2 separate regions of the Sus scrofa genome follow, and region 1 is linked to region 2. The links are chromatin contacts, called in public Hi-C maps. All regions are on one chromosome and are shown on one strand. The core of a region is the stretch at or near the end of the contact, and the rest is flanking DNA. Distances in the headings are between cores, read along the strand shown. Region 1 overlaps ABCA4 (retinal-specific ATP-binding cassette transporter). Region 2 has its middle 75 kb from the start of ARHGAP29.

Region 1 (5,024 bases), core at 17-2,516, 260 kb after region 2:
GGCCCCAGAGCCGACCCCGTGGAAGACTTCCGTTACATCTGGGGAGGGTTTGCCTACCTGCAGGACATGGTTGAACAGGGGATCACAAGGAGCCAGGCCCAGGCCGAGGTGCCCGTCGGCATCTATCTCCAGCAAATGCCTTACCCCTGCTTCGTGGATGACGCGTGAGTCCGAGGTCCCAACCCCTCCAGAACGAGCTAACCAGGCTGCTGGGGCAGGGCGGGTGGCCTTGCTCCCCAGGCCTCCGTCTCTTTGGGGGAAAACCCAGGTCCTGGGGCCAAGCCGAGGAGAACGGAGCTCTGCTGGACGAGCCTGCCTCTCCCTGGCTCCAAGCAGGGCCACATGGGAGAGAGGAGTTGGTGGGGTGGGTGGAAAAGGGAAGGTGAAAATGAAGGCCGGGGAAGTGAGGTCGGGGGAGGGAACAAAGGCTTTGAAAATTTCCACTACGTAGCAGGTTTGGTATGTGGAAGGGTTCAGGTCAGAGTGTTTGCCCAGGGATTTGCCAAATCGGCAATTAGGACTCTGCATCACAAGTAGGTCCGGCTCCTAGGAGGCTTGGAATAATGCTGCGCCTTCCCTAACTGGCATTCCCACGGTGTCTGCTTCCTGAGAAGGTGGAGACATGTGCTGCATGAGCTGGGCGGTCCCCCCCCCAGCCCCCCCCACCCCGCCCACTCCCACCCTAGGCCTGTGCCTTTGCTGGCCAGTAGCAGGCCAAGCAAGTAGCCTGCTGCTTTCTGAACGTGCATTTGAGGGGTGGTAGAAGGAGACGGAGCGGGAGAGGGGCTGGGAGGGCTCACGTCCATGGCAGATGGGCACTCTGCATCCCAGCTAGCAGCAAGAGGTTTGCGACGGCCTTAAGGATTCAACTTCTAGGAACAAACTGGGACGCTCACCATAGTGTGTGTGTGTGTGTGTGTGTGTGTGTGTGTGTGTGTGTGTGGCGGGGGGTCACTCAGGGAGGAGAGAGCACAGCCCAGGGAAAGGACGGATCGAATTGCCGGCTGGTCAGGCGGTAAAATAAAGCCCAGTGTGGGTGTAACCTCCCAAATTCCTTCCTCTGCTCTACAGCAGGCCAAGGAGCTAATGGGAGCTGTTCTGCTGTCAGTTTGGGTTTGGACAGTAGGCAGAGATGGGAAGTGGAGGCAGTGGCAAAAGCCCTTTTCCACTTTTAAGATCAGAATAGGAGTGACTGGCGGGGAAGTGGGGTTGACCATAAGGCCGCAGCAGGGATTCTGGGCGTTCAGTGTGGGAGAGCCCCCTGGTGGCAGGTCCCCAAAGGGCAGGTTGGATAATTGATGGTTCTCCCCCTGGGGCCATCTTGAGTGAAACCCTCCCACGCTGAAATTGGGCTCTTCCTGTGACACGCAACAGTTTTCAATAGGTAATAATCTAAAGGGCTTTATTAGCACATCAAGCACCTGGAAAACATGCGCAAAGTTCACAGTGCAGTAATTCCAGAATATCCAATGCACCCTGCTTGCTGGAATGAAGACCCCTGGGTGTACTCCACTGGGGTGCGACTGGTGGAGTCAGTGACTCTGGATCACCATCGATTTATTGATGAGTCAGTCGCCTCCTGGAAGTGCCACTCTGACTAGTTATCTTGTGCCTCTTCCTGTGTAACGGGTTCAATCCTCCAAGGTAGACAGTGCTTCACCGGGGAGCCCGGTTTCTGACCTCACCACCACCATTCCCTTAGTCCGTGGGCTTGGGCCTCAGTGTCAATCTGATGTATCTGCCTGTTGCTGTCACCTCCCCCAGCACAGTCTGCCGTCCTTTCTGGGAGATACTCCCAGAAGGTCTGTGCCAAGTCACAGACACGGTGTAATTTTATTTACGCATTACACTCAGAGGCCACTCATCTGAACTAACCAAAACGCTAGCTGAGATCTGGGAAGAATGTCTGTCCTGCGTAACATGCAGAGTACAGTTTTATCCACACATTTCCGCATAGAGCTTTCGCCTGGGCCAACCAAAAGGCTACCATCTTACTCTAAAGAAAAAGTAATCCCTTGCAGCCTAGTGCGATGTTTTTAAAGACTCAAGTCCACTGAATACTCCCTGGGGATTTTTTTGCTGTCCCCTCCCCCTGGGCTTTGTCCTTGATACGTTCATTCAACAAACACTTGCGGCACCTCCACCAGGTGCAAGGCCATCTGCTGTTCTGCTTCTCTCCTTTCGCTTTAGTTTTATGATCATCCTGAACCGCTGCTTCCCTGTCTTCATGGTGCTGGCCTGGATCTACTCCGTCTCCATGACCGTAAAGAGCATCGTCTTGGAGAAGGAGTTGCGACTGAAGGAGACCTTGAAAAACCAGGGTGTCTCCAATGCCGTGATTTGGTGCACCTGGTTCCTGGACAGCTTTTCTATCATGTCGATGAGCATCTGCCTCCTGACACTCTTCATCATGGTAAGCTGGAAGGAGAAGGCCCAGAAAATCGTGAACAGTTTTGTTGCTCCCACTTTTCCTCTTGTTAATGAAATCTTGCCTAGATTGGTTATCTGGCACCAAAGAGAGAATGACGTGTAATTGCCTGGCCATTTCGGCCAAGGCGGAAGACACTGGGAGAGACAGAGGCTTCCCCAAGGAGCCACTGGATCATAACATCTTCCCCGCTCCCACTTCCTACCTTTGGAGGCACAATCTGCATAGATGGCCCAACCCCATCAGATGAGCCCTCCGGAGAAGCGGGTGTCAGCAGAGCCCAGCAGAGGGCGATTATACGTGCAAAGGGTTCTCTCTCTTCAAACAGAGGAGAAATGAATCCCAAGTGTGTTTTCTTGGGATTACTGTCCCAACCACCAGCTGGGGTGGGAACGTCGAGAGCCTTTTCAGTGCATTAGGAGAGGAGATCCAGTCTGTTCTTTCATCACCAACATGGTCACACCATCCATGACTTGACCAGAGAACATTCTGCTGCCTACAACCTAAGACGTCACCGTTTGAAAGCGTGGAATTCGGAGTCCATCCTTTCTCAGTTACAGTTGTATAGGCACAGATAGCATCCTCTGCAAACTTGCAGCCCTCTTACAAGCTAGATTTGGAAACAAAACATTACTCCATAATACTCTGCTCTGCTTCATATTGAACTCTTCCACAGTAGGTGGTCTTTTGTGCTTGTTAAATGATGGGACATAAACACAGGTAGTTTTGGGATTTGGTATAAGCCTTAGACTTCAGGGTTTGCAAGCTTCTGAGACAGTGTCATCAAGCTTGTTCTGCCTCTGTACCATCATCATGTTCAGAGCTCCTTGCACTAACCGCTCTGTGTGTTGACACAGATTCAGGTTAAGTGTGTCCCGCCTTATGCTGCACCATACCTGGTGCCTACCTGACCCAAGAATGTTCCGCTACATACCCTGTTCAACCAGCCCATAGCCAGTTAAGCCAAATCCTGCCCCTTCTTTTTGCAGTAAAATGTATGACATCTGGAGGATTTGGGTGTAAGTGTTTCGCTGAGATTCTGTGAGCTGTGGCCTTAGCCAGACCCTGTCCTAGAGGCCTACCCAAACCAGCTGATGTGGAGGTCTGTCTGCCCAGTCTAACTGGACCCAGAAGTGGCTTCAAACACACACTGTTGTCCCAGGTTAACACAGATTTGAGGGGAGGCGCTGAGAAACTTGTCTTCCTCTAGGGGTCCCTTGTTCCTTCCCATTCTTCAGTCTGCTCCTTTCCCCGCTGCTAGGACATTTTGTGCCCTCAGAATGAAAGCAGTCAAAATGCATGAGCATCTGACTTACGCAAAGTGCATGAACACGTACACCGTCTGGCTACAGCCATGAGACTCTGCTGATGAGTAGCACTGAGATATGCCTCCCTAAAAATGAGCATCAGGACTTCAAAGCTTTTAGGACGTGAGGTAAAGAATGTTTACTGAGAAATTTCTTGCACAAAGGAGTTTCTCCTTGTGGGAACCAGGACATTGTTCCAGCGACGGCGGAAACAGAGCTTTCCACAACAAAAAAGAATTTTCCTTTGAATGACGCTCTCATCTTTCCCCTGTCCTTCCTTCCCACCTCCACTATGCAGGAAAGAAGCTGGAGGCTAGGACAATGGAAAGGTTCCATTGCTATTTCAGTTATTAAGAACAAAAAAGAAAAGTGGCCGTTAGAAGAAGCCAAGGCCAATGAAATTGCCAGGTCGGCCAAATGACTTTCATCTCTGCCTTAAGTCAAGGAGGAGCTGTATATATAGCCTAGAAGTTTGTAGAACGTTGCTCTGAGCTGGGATAATAAATGGATGTCATTCTTCTGAGACTAGCAACAACCACCTTAAAGTTCTTCCAGCCAAAAGCCGCATCTGCTCAGTCACGGACTTGCTTTTCTCAAGTCGTGTATGATTGGGGATAAGGACTTAGTTTTCCAGGGTGAGGTGGAGAGTTCTTTCACACAAAATCAGGAACTCTGAGTCTTTTTTTTAAAAAATGTTATTACAGTTGATTTACAATGTTCTGTCAACTTCTGCTGTACAGCAGAGTGGCCCAGTCATACATATGTGTATACACATATGTGTATACTCTTTTTTGAGTATACACCACTGCCAGTTAATCAGAACAGTTCAAGAGGCAAACCAGCTTGTAGCTTTATGTTCCCGAGAAGAGAAAAGGATGACCTGTCTGTATTTGGAGTTGTGTGCAACGGGTAAAAATCTTCATAGGATGCCCATAGCGAAAGAGAACCAAGAAGGCTTAATAAATTTGAACAAAAAAAGAGTGTATACTCTTTTTCTCATGCTGTCTTCTATCATGTTCTGTCGCAAGTGATTGGATATGGTTTCCCGTGCTGGACAGCAGGATCTCATTGCTTATCCGTTCTTCTTAACCCCAAACTCCCAGTCCATCCCACTCCCTCCCCCGTGGCAGCCAGAGGTCTGCCCGCCGTGTCTGTGCAGGCACTCCGAGTCTTCATCTCAACTTTTATTTCGATTTCCTCAGTTTGCTTCTAATTAAGCATGTCTCTCTTCCACTTCCTTTGCCATTCGTTTTTTTTCCATGTTTCGGTCTGTTGCGTCAGAGCCCGGC
Region 2 (4,969 bases), core at 20-2,519:
AATTCCTAATTGCCCTTAATTTATCACTCTTCCGACACTGTTTCCATTTCTGATACATTTTTGCTGGCCTCATGAAGGCAGGACAAAAAACTAAACTGAAACAAACTAAAGTAAAACCTAGGTCAATGTTCCCCAGTTCCTGGATGTTCCCCTCGCCCAGGACCACTGCAAGGCAGTTAAACAATCTTTTATTCTTGTGGCTCTTTCTGAGGCTGCCCTTCCATCACCAGCTACTTTAGATTTTCTCCGTTCACTTTTACATCCTCTTTGTATTGTTTCAAAGCGCCTCTCCCTGGTATTTTTTTTAATCTTCTTTTTAAGTGTGCTGGTTTTATAAAGCAAGAGGCTTCTGTTCTTTTCCATGGTAACTTTTGGCTATTCTCATGCGATCCTTCCTTATTTATTAGTTTGAGCAGTTAATTCATTTCCTGGACACAGAGGATTTTCAAGAATCCTTAATTTGCCTTATTGTCCACTCTGCCCCCTCAATCAACCCTTTGTAATAGTAGCTGGTTCTTCTAATTCTATTTAGCATCCGCGTCTTCTTCCTAACCAACTCCCTGCCCTCGTCTCAAGAACTCCAGCTGCTGCGTTCATCCCTATGTGCCTTTCTCCCAGGATTTTAACATCTTGGTTGACTGGGGTCGCCCTTTCTCTTAGCTTTCTGCCAATCAACTTTTAGAAATGACGCAAAAAACAGTTTTATTTTGGGCCCATGGTCTTTTTTTTGGGGGGGGGCAATAATCATGTGTGGCAAACATACCAATTTAAAGAATAAGCAAATTCTTATTGTCATAAAACAATTGTACTTTCTCCCCACCGCCTCCCACTAGTTAAAGAATCTTCCATCCCATTAGTTTTAAACACTGATATCATCCTGATGTTAGTTGCAAACCCTTTCACATGTTTTCTTTGAAAAGGGGATCTCATGAACACACACTTTTTTCTTGGTCTTAAACCGTCTACGCTCGCTGATACTTGTGCTCTAGATGTTTCCGGTGGCTTCTGGTGGGACTACTTTGCTCACCCATCCAAGCTTCAATTGTTGCCCTTTCTCTGAGATAGTCATGAAGAGTTTCCCATCTGGAATTTGCAGTGTTCATGAAGCAATCTCAAAGAACCGCGTGAAGAGAGAGCTGCCGGCAAGTTTGACACTTCGAGGTAGAAAAGGGGTTAAGTTAGGAGCCACAGCAACCAAACAATAAGGCCCTGACAGAACCCGAAGGAAAGCCAGCATTCCTAAGGCCTCGCTGGCCTCCTCAGGCCCCCACCCCGCCAGGCCTCTTTTGTTGCTGGCTCGTTTCCTCCGATTGTAATTCATTCTGTATTCCTTCCTGCTCCTCTGTCCTGGCTAATTGTTCTTTTCCCACACGACGAGGTTTTAATTTCCTTGGGTTATCGCCTTATCACCCACGTCTACACTTCCTCCACTTCTTCGGACCTGCCGCCGCTCACCAGTGACTTTGAGGGACCCCGGCACCGCGGCCTGGCTGTTCCTTGGTTTGCCCATCGCCGAAATGGGAGCATCACCCCTCCCTGTCCCTCCAGGGCAGCTGCACTGAGATCCAGCCCTTCTGGGACAGGCTTACCCCAAACACACCGGGGACAGGCCGAGGTCCGGGACAGTTTAATGACCCTTCCAATTAGTTTCACTGGCAAAGCTGGAAGCTGCAAGCAAGCCTAAGTCATTTGTGGTTGTTATTGTTGTTGTTTGTCCTTATTTTTAGTTTTGTGAGGCAATCCAGCAATAACAGATTTTAATGATGGGGCGCAGTCCCTGACCAGATTAATTTTCTCTGGGCTCGAAAACTCTGGGTGGCCTTTTGAGCAAATGCACCCTCTCTTTTCTTTCGGGGAAAAAAGAATCCTTTCCCCCATCATGACGTGGTGGTGTTCTAGGAACTCCATCGCGCTGCACAGACCCAGTAACCAAGTTTCTTTGCAGAGGGTTAAGAGGGAAATCTTAATTTTGGAAAACTACAAGCCCTGTTTTCTAAAAGCCTCCTGCCAGGATTCCATCGGAGCAGTGGGGCGCCCAGCAGCACATGGGGGGGTCACTGATCCTGGGCATACAGATGGGGTACAGGCACTGCTGTCCGGTTTGGGTGTTTTTGCTCTTGCAGATCTGATCCTTCTTTCTCCTCGGGGTGCCCAGGGTTGGGGCTGGGGCGGGAGGGGAGTGATCAGTCCTCGGACTGACTGAGGGAGGAGGCGGAGTGTAGGCCTTTGTTTTAAGACCACGGTTCTGATTACACCTGACGACTGAAACTTGATTCCCACAGAGCAGGCTGCACCTTATCTTCTTCCCCCAGTGACGGTGAGGGCAGGAATGCAGCAGGCATTGTCACTTTGATTCCATTTGTCTACTGCTGACGATGATAACAAAAATAAAAGTTCATTTTTTAAAATCGAAATTTGCTCCAGGGGGAGTTCTCCCATCTGCCTTTTTTTTTTTTTTAAATATTGGGCAACATAGTGAGTTCTCATCTCAAGGCTGAATCTGCTGGCTGAGATTCTCCTGGTTCAAGTATAATCACATTTAATAAAAAGTCTGTCTGCCTGAGAAAAAGACCCACATAGCCTGAGCTGTGGCCACGATTCTGTGGTATTTGGACTCATGTCTGTAAAAATATTTGGACACCAGATGGTGGGTTGTTAGGTGCATTCATCCCAAACCAAAAGTTTAAAAAAAAAAAAAATGCACACACACAAAACATGGGGAGGAGGGGAAAGTCATCACTAGTTTTTTTCCCAGTCGTGTTGCATGAGTAATGGTAAAAGCAACAGCTAAAACAATAAGATTACTGTGTTGAATTCTTAGTGCGTTGTCAGGAATAAAGACTTCAAGCCGTGCTGGAAATATTTTCTCCCTCTGAATAACGCATACCTTAAGCACAACTCACTTGGACAGCTTACCGAGGGAACATATTTTCTAAAAAACAAAATCATCCTGCTGGTGGCGGAAGCTATATGGGGTGACCCATCTCCTGCCCAGGACTGGATGGAGAAGGAGCCAAATTAAACACTAAGCCAGCAGCCTCAGGCCGCAGTCATTCATCCAAAATGACTTTTTCTCTGCAGGTTGATTTTGTTTTTAACAGTCGCTTCTCCACTCTCTGCTGTAATGGGTGGAGAGGCAGAGGACGAATAAAGCAAAACAGGGTTATAGAAAACTAAACTGTGGAACATATGATCGAGTTGTGGGAGGGTTGTTATTTATGTCACTTGGTGGTCATGTCCCACGGGGCTCCGGCTGTGCTTTTGCTTTCGTGTCAGAGCAAACGTGAGCTGTTTTCTGAAGGAGACCTGGCTCGCGCCCAGGGGTGCGCCTTAGCTGGCCTCTTGACAGAGGTAGGTCGATGCAGGCACCTGGCCTGGTTAGGGATCTGCCTTTTCATAAGCATTCACCACACTCCTGGTTACACACTTGCATCTTACCAGAAATACAGAGTTTAGGAGTTCCCATTGTGGCTCTGTGGTACTGAGCCTGGCTAGTATCTGTGAGGATGCAGGTTTGATCCCTGGCCTCGCTCAAAGGGTTAAGGATCCAGTGTTGCCCATAAGCTGTGGTGTAGGCGGCAGACAAGGCTCAGCTCCCGTTGCCGTAGCTGTGGCTGTGGTGTAGGCCGGCAGCTGTAGCTCTGACTGGACCCCTAGCCTGGGAACCTCTATATGTCGCAGGTGCAGCCCTAAAAAAAGAAAAAATGAAATACAGAGATTATACATGTTAGGTCTCTGCCAAACAATTTATCCTTGACTTCCCTGACGCTTGATTCTTACTGACGTTTCATTGGAGAAAATTATACAGATGGGAGGAAGCACTCTTTTTTTTTTTCCTAGATATTTAAAATTTTCTCTTTGGATCAAATCAGATAAAGAACTTCATATTTGGGCGACATTACTCTGTTCCCTCAGTTCAAGTACGATCTTGAACTTTGCTGTTAGGCCCTAAGTGAAGGCTCCTCGAGCGACACCGTAAGAAAGAGTTATTAGACACTCCCTGTAAACGTTATTTATGACATCAGTGTCCCTTTCAAAGATGCACGGGGGAACTTCGGGGCTCCAGTCCAAGCTCCATCTTACAAAACATCTTCTCGAATCCTTGACCGGTTCGGCTTCTTCATTGCTCAGAGCCGAATCTGTGACCCTCTACAGTAACTGCTTGAATCCCTGTGGTTGGAATTTCTGTGCAGTGGCTTTATTTCTTGCTTCACTTTACTAGCTTTTTCTCTTTGCACTGATTTATCTCTTTTGCAAGGTTTATATAAGTCACCTCAAATGTATTTCAAAACGAGGCAGGGATTCAACAGATACCGTCATCATTCTTATGGCATTTCCGGAGCAAACATCCACAAGAAAACACCCTTGGAGATACATCCAAAAGTATGAATGATTATGGGAGAACATTTTTAAATGTTTTAATTGCCCCTATAATTAAGACTTGGAGATAGGACAGCTCTTTTAAATTAATTCGACTGAGGCACAGAGGAAACTGAAGGGCACGTTGATCTCAGACTCAAAGACGAGGAAGAATCAAAAACTCTCTGTCGGGTAGGATGCTCTTACTGAGAAAACCGGAACTCCCAAGAAGCGAGCAGGATCCCATCCGGCCCTTCCCGGGATGGAAAACGGTCCTGGCAGGTTCCATCTGGAGGCCTCCTTCATCTAGAGGGAAGGCTGCTCTGCTGAAAGAGTGAAGCAGGGGGAAACTTCATTCTCCACAACACAATTTAATGCTTCACACCCCCTTTTTCATATTGTTTATGTTATTAAGACGATGCTTACATTTGAGCAAGCCGTAACTTGATCCTTGTATTCACGCTTAGTAAAGATGCTTATTGATGCAGATAAAGTCTGTCAAATGCATTCAACAGTGTGCCTGGCACTGAGCATAAGCGAAGGAGTCAGAGGCCCTGTCCTCAATGAGCTCAGCCCCTTTAGCCGCTATGTTTGTTCATGTATTCAGGCA

Evidence for each region. A called contact is a pair of places that touch in the nucleus more often than the background predicts.
Region 1: a Hi-C map of retroperitoneal adipose tissue shows a contact between it and region 2, with 1.8 times the contacts expected there. The contact joins two enhancer-like sites. A contact is called at or near these places in 1 of 5 promoter capture datasets (liver), 22 of 47 Hi-C or Micro-C datasets (adipose tissue, alveolar macrophages, blood and 11 more) and 1 of 2 datasets of contacts at active chromatin or transcription factors (skeletal muscle).

What each region holds. Positions count from the first base shown.
Region 1 is chr4:123,260,690-123,265,713 of Sscrofa11.1, forward strand. ABCA4 (retinal-specific ATP-binding cassette transporter) reads left to right here. Exons shown (of 51, transcript XM_021090184.1): 13 at 1-164; 14 at 2,191-2,413. Among named protein-coding and RNA genes, the nearest start is that of ABCA4, 60 kb to the left of the region's middle. Within about 2 kb of position 1,267, at least 8 of the 83 cell types and tissues checked have an H3K27ac peak or open chromatin away from gene starts, as enhancers often do. A contact at or near this core is called in retroperitoneal adipose tissue, where this site is marked.
Region 2 is chr4:123,004,997-123,009,965 of Sscrofa11.1, forward strand. No RefSeq gene overlaps it. Among named protein-coding and RNA genes, the nearest start is that of ARHGAP29, 75 kb to the right of the region's middle. Within about 2 kb of position 1,270, at least 38 of the 83 cell types and tissues checked have an H3K27ac peak or open chromatin away from gene starts, as enhancers often do. A contact at or near this core is called in retroperitoneal adipose tissue, where this site is marked.